3 separate regions of the Zea mays genome follow, and regions 2 and 3 are each linked to region 1. A link is a contact called in public Hi-C data. All regions are on one chromosome and are shown on one strand. The core of a region is the stretch at or near the end of the contact, and the rest is flanking DNA. Distances in the headings are between cores, read along the strand shown. Region 1 holds the start of LOC103633409. Region 2 holds the start of LOC100383529 (Acidic leucine-rich nuclear phosphoprotein 32-related protein). Region 3 holds the start of LOC100280919 (nuclear transcription factor Y subunit A-3).

Evidence for each region. A called contact is a pair of places that touch in the nucleus more often than the background predicts.
Region 2: a contact with region 1 is called in a Hi-C map of tassel, with 2.2 times the contacts expected there. The contact joins the promoter of LOC100383529 here to the promoter of LOC103633409 in region 1. A contact is called at or near these places in 2 of 25 Hi-C or Micro-C datasets (leaf and tassel).
Region 3: a contact with region 1 is called in a Hi-C map of leaf, with 5 times the contacts expected there. The contact joins the promoter of LOC100280919 here to the promoter of LOC103633409 in region 1. A contact is called at or near these places in 2 of 25 Hi-C or Micro-C datasets (leaf and leaf mesophyll).

What each region holds. Positions count from the first base shown.
Region 1 is chr7:173,769,284-173,771,993 of Zm-B73-REFERENCE-NAM-5.0, reverse strand. It overlaps LOC103633409, which reads right to left and starts at 1,386. Exons shown (of 23, transcript XM_008655111.4): 1 at 991-1,386; 2 at 335-805; 3 at 62-130. The coding sequence starts at 1,155.
Region 2 is chr7:174,067,036-174,070,006 of Zm-B73-REFERENCE-NAM-5.0, reverse strand. It overlaps LOC100383529 (Acidic leucine-rich nuclear phosphoprotein 32-related protein), which reads right to left and starts at 1,270. Exons shown (of 2, transcript NM_001176177.1): 1 at 1-1,270. The coding sequence starts at 1,192.
Region 3 is chr7:174,115,166-174,118,131 of Zm-B73-REFERENCE-NAM-5.0, reverse strand. It overlaps LOC100280919 (nuclear transcription factor Y subunit A-3), which reads left to right and starts at 1,288. Exons shown (of 7, transcript NM_001153839.2): 1 at 1,288-1,420; 2 at 2,412-2,555; 3 at 2,640-2,787. The coding sequence starts at 2,496.

The DNA.
Region 1 (2,710 bases), core at 137-2,636:
ATATTAAAATGCTATTGCTTTGTTTGCAGTATAAATTTCAGAAAGTTATATAAGTGAAAACCTGCCCCTCCTTTCCAAGTCCTTGTTTCAGATGTTCAACCATTTCAGCAGGTTTCAAAGGTTGCATATCCTGCATTGCAACCACATAATATCAAAAGGCTATCCAGCTTCTAAGGGAAAAATATGTATGGCAAGTCAATATGTATGCCATATGCGTATTGCATTTTTCTTGGGCAATAAACACTAATCTGTCATTTGGGTTTCTTCTCCAGGTGATGAAAATTAAGATGAAATTGACAATGGCTGATAGAAAAAAAAAAGAGGTGATACATACATGACATAACATAGCAGCAGATTTGGCCACCCCACTTTTCTTGCTTATGTTGTGTTTCTCAGCTGTACCATTTGCTTCAGACGAGGACACCATTTGTGGGGAACCATTTCCGTTTTCCTTGCATGTTTTCCTCCTTTTCCTTGATGACCCACTTGTCGAAATTTGACCCGCTTTCATATCCTCCGTAAATCTCCCAGAGCACGGGTCACATGAGGAGTAAAAATCTTTGGAAGCAGCATCAGACTGTGGGCTGGCTGGCATTGCTGAGAGGTCATCCATAATGTCTTGCCAAGCTGAATTAGCCGCAGAAGACACTTCTGGTTGTTTTGGTGGACAGTGGCCCTGATCTTGACTTGCTGTGCTAACTGAAAAATGCTGCTGTGGCGTCCTTGTGAAGGGTACGAGAACAATGAAGTCCCCATCGCCGATAGCAAGGCTGCCAATCTCAGCGTCTAAACGCAATTTAGCACCCTTCAGCACATGAGGAAAAATTTCAGCACGAGAAAGGTGCTACTGTATTTAACTAGTGTCGATAGTGAAGCTGCAACCGCTAATCTAATAACCCAATGAGGAATCAATGCCAATATGCCATGATGAAGCGACACAGTCTTGGCACACGCCGGAAAGCTAGAGGCCGGTAGGCTGTTGCGCGGCACCTTCAGGAAGAGGTGGAAGCTGGGGGAGACTTGCGCGGGCAAGAAGGACGTCCGGAGCGCGGCCTTGAGGTCCCGGACGGAGGCGCCAAGGGGCAGCTTGACGACCGTGGATCGCCCGTCGAGGGCCCGGACCTGGACCTCACTCCACTCCTGCTCCGCCGTCATCAACAAATGCGGTTAGGAGGTGGAGGAGCCGGAGCGTAGGACTGCGGCTCGGGAGATTGGCAGATTGCGGCCGGTGACTGGTTTTGGCGCGTGCCTAAGCGAAGAGGTGGGGCGGACGTGCCGACGCGGCGGTGGCGGCGATTGCGCGCCGTTTCACTCTCCTCGCCCCGTCCGGTCCCGTGCTTCGGGCCCTGGTGGGTTGGACAGAAATGGCAGGAGGGCTTGATTATGTGCGTGCTATCTGATGTGGGCCGCTGCCGTCCTCTTGTCTGGCAGAGCCCAGCTTCAAAGCATGGATCACCTCAGAAATTGCAACGTGCCTCACAGCCCTCACTGCACCCGTAGGCCCTAGGTTTCGTCTCTTGTCGTTTTGTTTAAATACTCTATTATTTACTTCAATCCATATGTATTAAGATGGATTAAAGTGTAAATTAGTTTAATTTACACCTTAATCAACTTCAATACATATGGATTAGAGTGAATACTAGAGTACCCAAACAATGTCGGCCAATGTTCTAGAACAACATTTTGTGTTCCGATCAGTGAGGTCAGTCATCCTCTATTGTTATATATTATTATTGCTTGTGGTTTATTAATCTGTCATAATTAAATAGATTTGACTAGACTATTCTGCTAGTAAAGATTTAGCATGCCTTGTTATGTCATGAATTAATATTACATCACAATTTGACATATGCTTCGGTTAGTGGATGTTTAGGGTTTATGATTAAATGGTTGATAAGTAAGCACATGAATTATATTGAATTAGAATTAAAATTTATATATGCAAAAGCTTAAGGAATATAATAATGTCAAACTGATGTGTGGTGGGGTATTGATTGGGGTATAAAGTTTATATGCATGTGGCCGGTATACAGAGGTCGATGCTTTTTTTAGATAAAATGGTAGATGGAAGACTGTTTTTCTGTACGGAGTACCTGCATCCATCCAGAATCCTCTCTCACCCACTTCTCTTCATTCTTCTATTCTGGATCTACCAATCATGAGAAAGCTATTTATTGAACCTCATTTTCCAAACAAGGACAAATCGCAACTCTCATTTTCAAGTCGCAACCAACACAATTTCATAGAAACAAAATTTGAAACTCCACAACAAAATTTCATAGAAACAAATTCAGTTTATGACAAGTCAAGGTAAATGGTGATTTTTGGATCATCATGATATAACTTCCTTTTCTTGACATGAAATGAGTACTAAACTGAACTTGAACGCCTCTTTTACTAAACTGAACTGAAAATACAAGTTTATCTAACATATTTTCCATAAAAAAGTTTTGATAGAACCGACTGTATTGAACCGTGAAAGAAATGTTGCAGACCGCCGAAAAAGGATGCCTATGTAAGTTATATACGAATAGTTACACGAAATGAAGCCTATCAATTTGGTGCACTGAAGCATTTCCACTGTGAATAACTGTGTAGTTCTAATACTTGGTCAATATCATTTTTCTATAATTAATTGTCTTTATTGAATTTAATGTTGTCTTATACCAAATGTACATACTTCAAGTGTACTTAGGACCAAATTCTTGGT
Region 2 (2,971 bases), core at 21-2,520, 300 kb before region 1:
CATCATCCGCATCTGCGTCGTCTTCGTCGTCATCATTCCCCACCTCCAATCCCTCCTCATCCTCTTCACCAATCTCACCATTTTCATCCTCATCGTCCCCTTCTCCATGTTCATGCCCATCTATCTCTTCTCCTTCATCCTCGCCTGTCATCATGGCAACCCTACCACTGCTCTGTGGCTCCGCCTCTTCACCTTCATCCTCAACCTCCTCCTCTTCTTCATCATCTTCGTCCTCATCCTCTTCTTCCTCATCCTCCTCCACGCCATCTTCCTCCTCGTCACTACTTGGTACATCATGCACCTCCACAACAGCATCCTCGTCATCAACATCCTCATCAATCTCCTCCCCCAAATCCTCCTCCTCAAAGTCATCGTCGTCGTCGTCATCTTCCTCCACGTCCTCATCCTCCTCGCCACGGGCTTCGCCAGCAGCCGCGACACGAAACCCGTTTGCGCCATGGCTGTGCTCGACACCACCGTTCGGGATGACCTCGTCAGCGTCGCTCTCCTCCTCGTCCACATCGATCACCCCATTCACCTCCACCGGGTGCGAGGGCACGCCCGCGCGCGCATGGGCGACGCCGCCGTTCGCTACCTCGCCGCTCCCAGGGTCTTCCTCGTCTTCTTCATCTTCGTCATCATCGTCGCCATCGCCCTCGCCATCGCCCTCGCCGTCGTCATCGTCGTCATCGGACTCGGGGCGCTCGTTCTCGTCGGCATCCATCTTGTCCAGGTATTTGAGCGTCCGGATCATCTCGAAGACCCTGGATCTGTAGTCCTTGACACGGGTAACGGGGCACTCGTAGAGGTCGAGCGAGACGAGGCGCAGGTCGGCGAGTGGCGCGAGGTCGTCAACGTCCTGGATGCGGTTGTTGCTGAGGTCGAGGTCCCGCAGCGAGGACAGGCCAGCGGCGACGAGGTGGTCGAGACCGCCGGCGATGCGGTTGTCGGAGAGGGTGAGCCGCGTGAGGTTCCGCAGCCGCGGGAAACCCTCGAGCGACGTGACCCCGACGCCAGCGATCGAAAGGTGCTCCAGGCTCTGGTGCCGCTCCAGTATCTCTGCCGCCGGCAGCCGCCCGTGCGTGCACTTGACGGCGCCGTCAAGCGTCAGGCTCCGCGCCGGCGACGAGCTCCCCTCGCCGCCGGCGTGCAGCGCCGCCTCCACCGCCCGCTCCCATGCCTCGTCCACCATCTCTTCTTCCCCCTTCTGCCAGTAATAAATTATTAATTGTTTTTTTTCCACGGAAGTGTTTGGATGCGAGGGGATTTGAAATACAGAGTGATCTTATACGGGGTGGGTGTTTTCCTCGCCATTGGGGGAAGAGGGGAGCGGTTCACGGGGCGCGCCCTGGACCAGGCGCAGGGAGGTTGGCTAGTGGGTCTCGCGCGCGGCCAATGCGAGTGCTCGGATCGAGAGGCGCGGATCGCTGACGTGGCGGTATCCGAGGGGCGTGTGTTTCTTTTGAGAGGGGGTGGGTGGAGAGCGGGCCGGAGAGCGGGAGAGACGTGGTGGGCTGGATGATGCCAAAAGCATCTTTTTCTCCTGCCTTGTTTTTCTTTTTTTTTCGTCTCTGTTTTTTTAGCACGAGATATTATTAGTTAATTGCTGGGCCCAGGCGTACCTCGGGTTTGGGTATTGGACATCACTGACAGAGCTGGCCAAGATATATGGGCCCACAGTGGAAGTGGCTTGATAGCAAACAGTTCAGAAATAGACAGCTCTGAGCCGAGTACCGTGCGATTACATCGAGGCAGCGTAGGCCGTCGGATTGGTGTGGACTTGCGTCTAGTTTCTTCTGCCTACCCTTTACCCGGTGCGGTGGAGTAGAGGGCCGCGCAGACTGGCAGTGGGGCCCCCGGAGGGCGGCTGGCCCTGACAGTTTGGCACTAGTTGATGTGGATCCGGCTCAGCGTTGGACTGGTCTGCAGTGGCGACGGTTTGGGGAACACGGCACGTCCCGGGTTGAGAGTTGAGAGTTGAGAGGATCTTTGCAGGGGTGTTATAAAATATTATATTTGTGATCAATTCAAGGGGTGCGACAGATGATTCTTAAGGATACATTTTTTGACAATGTACTCCTTCATATATATATAAATATAATCTCTGTTGTAATAAAGGAAAAACTGTCATTTGCACTATTCTCTCGAATCTCGTTTTCACTGAACTGTAATACGTTATCAGCACTGCTCGTGATAACAGAGAGAAGTTGCGGTTGGAGGGAAGAACAGAAGGGGAAGAACACTCGCTGTTTTTGACAAGATTGGAGGGCTCGGCCTCTAGAACGACAGGAATGTATGGAATCTATCGTTCCTCTTTGCGCTCGGCCTCTAGTACTTTGTTGTGTCGCAGGTTACCAAGATAATTAGAGACGAGGGGGCAGGTTGTTGTGCTTGCAAGTATCTGTTGCAGATGTTGTTCATGCCTAATGTTGATGCCCCTTTTTTCATACTGTTGTGTTTGGATGGTGTACCACCACTGTTTTACAACAGTTTGGCCCTTGGAATTGCTACTGCTAAAACTTCGTTCCTCTGAGAAGACCTTTTGTTTTTGCATTCCCAACCGAGACAGCGAAGTACTTGTATTATTACATTGTGTTTGTAACATATGTATTTGGTGTAGGAAAATAAAGAAACTGCATTGCCCGTTCTTGTTCCATCCGTATTTCATTATTTGTTGAGGACCTGCTTGCGATCTTTCTCAATTTTGGTGTCTTTTTTACTGTTGTATCTCACACGGTTGAATCACGAAGGCCCAATCTTTGAAACGTCTGTCACATGTTTAAATGTTTGAAAATTTAATGGTTCTATGCATTCATAATTGGTATAAATCTTAGGGTTGGGAATCAGATACGTTCTATATACGTAGCCAAATCAGCTTTTGTTACAAGAAAAATACAATACAATATCGCTACTGCGCTTCAGATGCTTGAAAAAGTATTAGGGTTTCAAGTGACTCGCTTGTGCTCCATGA
Region 3 (2,966 bases), core at 39-2,538, 350 kb before region 1:
TGCGGTTATGCCCTTATGAATATCCATGAAGACGTTACAGACTTCTCTGAGTGCCATATCAACTGCGTGTCAAATGCATTCTGTCTTAGTCGCCCTTTCTTCAACATAATGCAACTCCTATCCGATGCCTTACTGGTGCATTCGGTGCTGCTAACTATAATTCTATTATCAAATGAACCTCGATCTAGTTCCAAACGCCATAATTTTATTATCAAATGAAACTTGATATAGTTTCCTTATATATAGTAAGACCAACATAGAGCTCTAATAGAGATGTCTTTAAGTGGACGGAAACATCTTCTGGTCAGTTCACGGTGCAATCAATGTATCAGGCTCTCATTGATAACGGTCAAATGTTTAATCACAAGCTGATTTGGAAACTAAATTTACCCCTAAAGATTAAAATCTTTCTGTGGTATTTGGTTAAAGGGATTATTCTAACTAAAGATAACCTCATCAAAAGAAATTGGAATGAGAACAAAAAATGTGGGTTTTGTAATACTGATGAGTCCACCCGCCGCTCCGTCAAGTCAAGATCGGAAAGCGCGCACGTCGTCGTGCTCCTGCTGGTTCCTCTGTGTAACATCCCAAAATTTCAACCCGAGGTTTGGAACCCTAATCTCCTAACCCCTCCTCTTTTTTTATCTCACCCAAAATTTCCCCCCTAGTCATCTCATCATATGCATACATTTGATTGTTAGAAGCACCTCACATAGACTATTATTTTTCTAGCACCCAAGATTATTTAGTTATTTATTTGTTCAAAAGAAAAGGAGATAAAAGAAATATAAATAGAAAATAGAAATAAGAAATAGAAAAAGAAAAGAAAAGAGGGTTTGAGACCGTTTAAGGGCGTGTTCTGTTACACCACATCAATCTAGAGGGGGATTGTAGAGGTTTAAATCCCCTCCTAGTCATTTTGACTAGGAGGAGATTTAAATCCCTCCAATCCTCTCGTGGATTGGCCTAACCGAACAAGGATTGCGGCCGGCGAGGATCACCCACCAAACAGCTCATGAGAATCGATGATTCCTTTCACCGCTGGAGATACAGCGATCGCGAGATTGAACAGCCCTCGCGTTTTCCGTGCCACAAGGTGGAGGCTGAGGTCGCCACTCGCCACATTGCACGTAGCGGTGACGAATGCCGCGGTCCCAAACAGAACCCATGAAAACATAGCAAGTCTGGTTCTTGGTGCACCTACCAATATTCAAGGCGGGGGTGACTGACGTGTGAGCACCGAGCAGCGGAGAGGAGGGCGAAACATTTTTTTGTTTGTACAGTAGGCGCATAGCCGCATATATTTGGCAGCAGGAGCGGCCTCTCACTTGCTTCGACGTATTTCTCTATCTATCGATACGGTTCAAGGGACCGAAGAAGGTAGAGAGAGAAACTTGAAGGGGAGAGGAAGGAGATACAGGTACACTCCTCCTGATCCCTCTAATAATGAGTCCTCGATTGGTCAGTTCTGTTCTTGAGTTCACTGTCGCTTCAGAATGGATGGCTCCTCTGCTCTCCGCTGCCAGAGTGGCATCGTGCTCGCTCTGCTGGGTTGCCAATTCGCCATGCCTTAGCGGCTTAGCCTATAGCCTTGCACTGCGGTTTGATTCGGTTCATCTTTTTCTTCAATCTTGTCACTCACAAGGCTTTCCCCCTCTGGTTTTCTTGATTTTCCGCTTGGAAATTTGCCATGCCTTAGCCTTGCACTGCGGTTTGATTTGGTTTTCTTGGCCATGCTTGCTTGGATAAGCTTTGGCTTCAGGCTTCAGCCTAGCTCGCATTGCACGATGTGTTTGTTGTTCCTAGAATCCGAGCGCAAGTTCTGTGAGCTGACCACTATTTCGTGGGTTGCCTGGGGTGGCGCGTTGATGTTTTTGGCAGTTGGGGTGGATGGGAATCTGCAATCCCTTTTCTATTCTATCTAGGATTAGATGACTTGAATCTAAGTTTGTGTAGATTGTGTTGATTTCTTAATTCAATTATAGATGTGCGATAAGAGTCATCTTGAGGGTATGAATATGCATGTGAGAACTTCAGGGGAGTGTCGACTGTCGAGCCAGGTTTCTGAGTGCGTAATAAACTTCTGAACAGCTGAAGCATCTTTCCTACGAGGACCTACTCGGAACTGACAACTCACAGGCACAAAATTAGTGATATACAGTGCTGATCCACTCTCGGTATAAAACAAAGATTTTCTAGAGTATTTTCCACTGTCCAAACATCTGAGATGGAAAAAAAACCTGGCTGATGATGTTAATGAGATAATCCACTGAAAGCAAATACCACTTAGCACTGCAATAGATGTAAAGCTGTAACTGATAAAGTAGGGTCGCAATCCAATACGCATACGCTTGTCCTTTAGCTTGTTATTGTCAACTCGGCTAATTCAACGCTGACTACTTGCCGCACAGGTTCATGTTCATTTAGGTGTCAGTTCATCTGATTTCTCAGAAGCAAAATGTTGTTTGGAGCTCAGTGACACCATTTTGTAATGCATGTGCCTTTTACGGGAAATGGAGGATCATTATGTCCATCCCAAGTCTAAGTCTAACCATGTAAGTGTTGGTAATTATGATGTAAACCTTTGTCTGCTTGCCATACCACAGATAATTAGCTCATTAGCTAGACTATATGTATAGGGCTCCTTGTCAGGAAATGGTTATGAGATGAAAAATCCAGGCCATGAAGTTTGTGATAGGGATTCATCATCAGAGTCTGATCGATCTCACCCAGAAGCATCAGCAGTGAGTGAAAGCAGTCTAGATGAACACACATCAACTCAATCAGGTAATTATTTATCTCCAACCACATTATCAATTATCATTATTTCTTTATCTTTTCTTTTGCGCCATCGACATTGGGATACAGCTTGATTTAAAGTTTACTTCACAAGAAATCTTATGAACTGATGAATTCTGAGTTGAATATGTTCAGATGCCTTACTTTACTTGCTCTGTTATGCTATA